Regions from separate parts of the Mus musculus genome. Here region 2 is linked to region 1. A link is a contact called in public HiChIP or PLAC-seq data. All regions are on one chromosome and are shown on one strand. Each heading gives the region's core, a stretch centred on a gene start, on an enhancer-like site or on the middle of the called end of the contact. The rest is flanking DNA. Distances are from core to core; before and after follow the strand shown.

The links. HiChIP or PLAC-seq counts read pairs in DNA pulled down with a chosen protein or histone mark.
Region 2: a BATF HiChIP or PLAC-seq map of CD8 T cells shows a contact between it and region 1, with 136 read pairs. The contact joins the promoter of Ccdc50 here to the enhancer-like site in region 1. A contact is called at or near these places in 3 of 39 promoter capture datasets (the C10 cell line and macrophages), 2 of 15 datasets of contacts at CTCF or cohesin (CD8 T cells and the NIH/3T3 cell line), 22 of 484 Hi-C or Micro-C datasets (B cells, the C10 cell line, CD4 T cells and 13 more), 11 of 115 datasets of contacts at active chromatin or transcription factors (the 230-238 cell line, CD8 T cells, the SCID.adh cell line and 7 more) and 4 of 9 other capture datasets (adipose tissue, liver, macrophages and 1 more).

What each region holds. Positions count from the first base shown.
Region 1 is chr16:27,347,779-27,350,815 of GRCm38.p6, reverse strand. Ostn (osteocrin) reads right to left here. Exons shown (of 5, transcript NM_198112.2): 5 at 1-408. Among named protein-coding and RNA genes, the nearest start is that of Uts2b, 21 kb to the left of the region's middle. Within about 2 kb of position 1,310, at least 45 of the 459 cell types and tissues checked have an H3K27ac peak or open chromatin away from gene starts, as enhancers often do. A contact at or near this core is called in the 230-238 cell line, B cells, CD8 T cells and 13 more, where this site is marked.
Region 2 is chr16:27,387,457-27,390,900 of GRCm38.p6, reverse strand. It overlaps Ccdc50 (coiled-coil domain containing 50), which reads right to left and starts at 1,945. Exons shown (of 11, transcript NM_026202.4): 1 at 1,764-1,945. The coding sequence starts at 1,812.

The DNA of each region.
Region 1 (3,037 bases), core at 61-2,560:
ACCTCAGAAAAACTAAAGAAACCTATATAAATCACCATGTGCTCATTTCTGATTTCTTTAGATCATCAGATCTTCAAACACTAGGTTTCTAGAAAGCACATTGATTAACTGAAATGTGAAAATATTAATGGCAAGAGAATGCATTATATTGGTCTGCTGTTTAAAAAAAGTAGGTTCAGGGGCCACGTTACAATTTGGGAATCATTGAAAAATACTTTCAGAGATATCCATGCACTGAAATGATCTGCACAACTCAACTAAAACCACAGCAACACTATGACGTGATGGTCTGGGGAGGATCAAGCTTTGGGAAGGTTTGCGAAAGGCCAATTCCTTGACAAAAGGGGTAGTGAACTTCACTGAAGTGTCTTCTATAGTTCTGTGCCATCTCACACAAGTAAGTCGCACCTGTAAAAGTGAAAGGTGAAGTTGTTAGAAGTGTTCTTGCACTCTGTAGAGCAGAGGAAAACCCACAACTTTCACAGAGATGCAATCCTTTCACCACATGGTATTTCATGGCAGCCTTTAATTACACAGCATATTTTATTCCATAATGTAAATTAATTTCAAATACCAGTGAGTTTAAAGAGCACGTGTGATGTATAAACCTAAGAGCCTAGGCTCAAGTTTTTAGTGACAATTCTATTTGTCAGTTTTTCAGATCTCAAGAGTATCCAGTTACTTTTAGTTTTATATATTAGTTCAAAGGATGTTGTCATGAAAATGCAAAAGGCAGACAAGGAAAGATTGACTAACACGTGGTTAATTTTTAGACACACATTGATAACTATACTTCGCTTCTGAAAACTAGAATTTGTGCGATTCCTGCTGTGTTTCAGAGTTTTGTTAATTTATCTGAACAATGGCATCAACATCATGCTAAGATAAAATCGACAACTTAAAACAATGATATGTGGATATGTGCTTCACATAATCAAGGAAAGTCATAATTAAGGAGCTAGCAAGTGACTGCCGCATCAAGGGCTCTGCTTCTAATGTCATTAAGAAGGTAATCCTGACATCAGTCCTGATGTTTCTAACTCCACCTAGACAAACTTTGAAATAGTGTACTTTGAATATCTATTGAATGTGAGTTGCTTACACCAATGCCTCTACAATCTTTAAACTTTAGTCTAATGTACTTCTTGTAGGAATAAAACATATAAACATCAGACTATATTCCTTTCAAAAATACAACAGAGAAGAAATTGGTATTTCCCCTGGAAATTTGTTAGTTCCTAGCAGCAGTATGTAGCCTTGATCTTAACCCAAGACTAGAGAGCAGTTTCACTTTCATTGGGAGACTCAAAGTGAAACCAAGAAGGTAAAAACCCATAGCCAACACCCCTGCACTGGAAAGCACTTTGGCTCAACCCAAGTGAAACAGAGTTTGAGCATACTTTCTCTGTGACTTGCCACCATGACAAGTTAGAGCTAAAGGCAAGCAGCATTACACCAGCCCAGCATGATCGCATTCGCCAGCTGAATGACAAAAATGACCAGTGATGCTGACAAACAACATCAATAGCCAGGAACCAAGAAAACTTGATGGACCACACTGAGAACATTGACCCAGAGGGCAGAACACCCATCTTGATGTGAACATGGTCTATAAAATGTCAATTACACCAATATCCAGCAAAAAATTTGCAAATTGTTAGAGTTAAACAAGACTACACGTCCTCAAGTCAGCAATTATTTGTCTGACTGTGTGAACATCATTTAACAATGCTGAAATCTGTATCTTGTAAATGCCATGCTGTGCAAATTGCACCCACCATTTAATTCAAAGGGCTATGGCAGCAGTAGGAAAACCATATCAGAAATAAGAGAAATTTAGGTGAATTTTATAAGTTTTGTTATCCATTCAAATGTCACATGAGAAAACATAAGGACTGAGCAGGTGAACCCACGGTGATTAATGGAAACGAGAAATGTGATGTCTTCTCCTAAGGCTTCTCTTCTGATACCATTGTCTCCAGGTTTGACTGGGAAGATCCATACTTATGAAGACATTGCAGCTTGTTAAGTGTACACTAATGCATAAACTTGGACATCAGTACCACGAATCTGGACATGATAGCAGCTGAAATATCTTCTTTCTATCTAGAGGTCTAGTGTGTCAATGTTCATATGAAAATGAGTTTCCTAAGTTTGCTATCATGTACAGTTTGGGGGAATTCAGAACTACAAAAGTATGTGATATGGCAATGCAGAGTGGAATATGCAAAAATCAGTCAGACTTCTATCAATCTCAGGGTTATGTAAATGTATCAGGAAATTGGAAGATGTGCCCTTGATTCCAGGAAGTACTTGGCTTTTTATAGCTAATTCCTGTTCAAATATAAGTGCAGCAGTTGTTAGCAGACCCAAGGAGTGATCACATTTAGTTTATTTCTAGATATGAGAGAAGCAGCTCCATGCAAGTTTTGAAGGTAGTGCTATTCAAGAGACAGTATTCCTCTTTGTAATCAGTGCATACTCCTATTTTTAAGGTACTAGGTGCTTAGTGCTTGCAGAATATCAACATGAACAGGCTCATAGGCATCTGTAATTCTCTTAGTTAAGTCATATCATAAAGTATTGATCCTCATAATAACTTTTGAATATTTGAGGGGAAAGAAAAAACATTTTAATTGAATGTATGAAAGGATTAGGTCAATGTCATGAAAAACATCAGAAAACACAGTTCCTATGTCTTCACATGTGGATGGTTAGAGAGGTTGCAGGTTGCTGGAATTATCTGGGGAGGTTGGTGCAGGGGGAGGGGCAGGTCAGGGAAGGATGGAACTTTCACGTGCTTTACTGGAAGAAAGCATAGTGTTTAGATTTCAAAGTCAACAAACAATTTACCGTTTTTATGATATATTTTAATGAAATAAAAAGTGCTTTATTGTGCTCTTCTACTGTCTTCCTATAGCTCTCTGACCAAAGGATACTTGGGGAGGAAACTTGGCTTATAATTTTCAGCTCACAGGCTATCACTGAGGGAAGGCAGGGCAGGAACTCAAGACAGGAAGCTGGAGGTTGAAACCAA
Region 2 (3,444 bases), core at 696-3,195, 39 kb before region 1:
GATGATCCCAACAGCTTTTGACCTCCTTCAAAGTGAGCATGTGACAAATTCTAAATTTAACAAAGACACATGGAAGAGCCACACTAAATGTCCCTGTCATCTCATCGGAGTCCCTAGACAGGATTGCCAAGCACGGCACCACAATATCCAGAATGAAAACCAAAGTAAACATAGGAAAACTTGTAGAGCTGGGGGGTGAAAAAGACTCTTGCAGGCCTAGATGGAAAGTGGGGAACTCCTTGAGAAATAAGATATTAGCACAAGTTAGGCATGTCTCGGTTAAAAAAAAAAAAAAAATGAAAAGACCTCAGGGTTTCAAAGCGTACACAAAAAAGTTCTTTCCAGGTCACTAGCACAGGTGGAAGGCTGGGGAAGTCACAGCACCTCAACACTGAAGCTTTGCACCTCAGGTCAGGTTTTGTTTGAACTCCAGTATCAGCAACACCCACCATCAATGAAAGTACTACCAAGGGAGCACTTTGTCTTCAGACAAAACCAACACCTTTGCGCACAAAACCCATATCCAAAAGCAAGAGGGGAGCTCTACAGCTGGCCTCCAGGTGAAGAACCGATATGTCTTCCCAGTGGCTCCTTAGACTCCATTAACTAAAAACTGTAATAACCAAAGTCAAGTTAGGGACAGAAACGATGGAAAAATACCAAGACCAAAAGCTCAGCCTGAAGGCATTATTACTCTTTAGAAACAATGGAGTAGATCCAAACCTACTACAATTTAAACATAAAATCATTGACTCCTAGCCACGGTGCTTCTCTGAAACCCTAGGACAGATGCAGCCAAGTAGTCACTAATTGTCTTGGGATTTCCAAATTGGCCAGAGCGAGACCATCTGAGTCACTTGAAATTGGCAATGAAGCCTAAAGTCTCAAGAAAGGAAAAACTCCTTCACTTACACAACACACACATCCCAGTCCCAGACCGTGTTGGCCACAGATCTCTGGTGAAACAAAAGAGATCCACAACAAAGACCCCCCCCCCACCCCCCTCAGAACTTATGGCTTTAAGAGAGAGCACTCTTGAACGTTCTAGGTGTTGTCATAATGGAAGTCCAGTGCTTCCCAAGAAGGGAAAGACAGAGTGACAAGAAGATGAGCCAGTAACCAAAACAATAAAAATGCTAGGCCCCGGGGAGGGGAGGAGAGATGAAGTAAGCTAGGCCTGGCCAGTACTAGTCAATCTTATTTTCCTGGACTTCAATATAGCAGCCATGGGGGGCAACGGGGGTAACAGGATCACAAGCTCCCACCCACTCCAGCCTGGTCTTTATTAAAATGGAAGTGGGGAGATCATCTTTATAGGGGCTTGAGGTCCACCATTCAAAGCAATGCCAACCCTAAGATTTTCAACATTTTTGAAGCTAAGAGCCAGCCAGACACTAGACTAGGAAGAAGAAGTGGGAGAAGGGAGGAAGGGAGAGAGGAGGGAAAGAAAGGAGGAGGGAGGTAGAGGATAGAAAAGAAAAGAAGGAGGGAGAAGAGAGGAACAGAAGGAGAAGAGGAGGGAGAGGGTCATGTTTCAAAACAAAGGCTCCACTCCACTCGGAACGCCACCCCCTGGCCTGGGCCAGCCTGGAAGGGCTGGGATTTCTACATCAAGCGTCCACAGGGCAGAACAAGGCCGCGCGGCCAGGCGAGGGCCTCCCGCAGCCGCTGGCGGACCGAGCCAGCCCGCGGCGCTCCTAGCCCGCCCCGCGCCGCGTGCCCCGCGCAGCCCGGCTCCCCGGAGCCCGCGAGTCCCGACCTACCTTCCTTCACGCCCGGCAACTTGGACTGATCTACACTCACGTCGGCCATGGCGGCCGCTGGGCCTCGGGCGCGCGGAGATCACGGCGCACGCCCACCCCGCGGGCTGGCCCGGGTGGACGCCGGACTCTCCCGGGCCGGAAATGCACCGGAGTCCAGTACGGAGGGAGAGAGGTGCCAGAAAGGCGGCGGCGGCGGCGGCGGGGGGCGGGGGCTGCAAGGCTGCACCGCACGCAGAGGCGTGCGAGCCAGACCGCCTCCCCTCGCCTATGTGCCTGCCGCGCCCAGCCCAGGCCACAGCTCTGCGGCCTGAAGGCCGGGACCCCAAGGCTGCACCTGCCAGCTAGGCGCCGCCGGGACAGAGCCTATCTGCGCTCCACTCTGAGATTTAAGACTTGTGTAAAGTGCTTATTGAGTGCCAGGCACCACAAATCCTTATATCTGGGATTAGTGGGCATATACATACATACTTACAAACATACATACATACATACATACATACATACATACATACATACATGTGTGTGTGTGTGTGTGTGTGTGTGTGTGTGTGTGTGTGTGCTTTATATTTCTTTTTTTGTTTTGTTTTTTTGTTTTTAAAGAAACCAGAATACAAGACACTGAATTAAATTCTGGGCCCTTCTGGAAACGGAATATTCACAACCAGCAGGGAGAACTGAGTCACTCAATCAACAAAAAACTATAAATGTCTACCAGATCGGATGTTCAGTTTCGGGGGTGGAGGGATTGTGACAGAGACTTGTATGGGCTTCCCCTTCCAGCATGCCACTCACTGGTCTATAATTCTGACATTTGTGTTTCTCTGAAATGAGCGACTTTTCGCGTTTCATCCTATGGATCAGTACAGATTCATGCTCCTTTAGGAACTGTCTCTTCCCCTAAAGGAAACATTCCAGTCCTAAACTGGGTTTTCACTAATCTTATCTTTCAGTCCATTAGTCCACAAACCATGCATATTTATCAAAGAATGGGTGTGAGATCAAAACCGGTGGAGCAGAATACCTCCCTAGGCTTGCTACATAAAGGGTAGAGTAGCAAATTAGTATCTGTTTCCTGAGTGGGCGGCCACTCTCACTAGCAGACAATGAAACTAAACTGAAGATAAGCAAAGATAGGAGAAGGCGGAGAAGAGGGCAGTTTCTGATGGAAACACAGTAGCAAAGCACAGTTCCTCCTCAGAGTTAAGCTTGTTGGCAGGATCATTGAACTCTGGAATGTCAGCCCAACATCTTGTCAAAGTTCAACGTGTCACTTCAGCCACTGGCTTAAACTGGCTTCCCATCTCAGCTCAGACTCCTAGTGTGAGAGGTCAGGAGGAAGTGGTATGATTTTTAACTTGACACTAAAATTGGTTAGCAAAAACTAAGATGTAAATGAGAGCAAAAATTAGATCAGAAGTTGGCAAGCTGCTACCCACAGGCCAAACCCAGCCCGCTGAAACCCCGTGACTGTATTTGTTTAAATATTACATTTTAAATTATTTTTAATATGAGTCATTTAAATTTTGCCTTTTAAGCCCAAAATCTAAAGTACTATCAAACCCTTACAAGAAAATTTTGCACAGCCCTGTCAGAGATAGAGAGCACTCCATAAACAAAGTGTGAAGAAGGAAGGTATAGCAAAGTGGCTTTAGGGGTATTTATAAATGTCCTGCCATATATG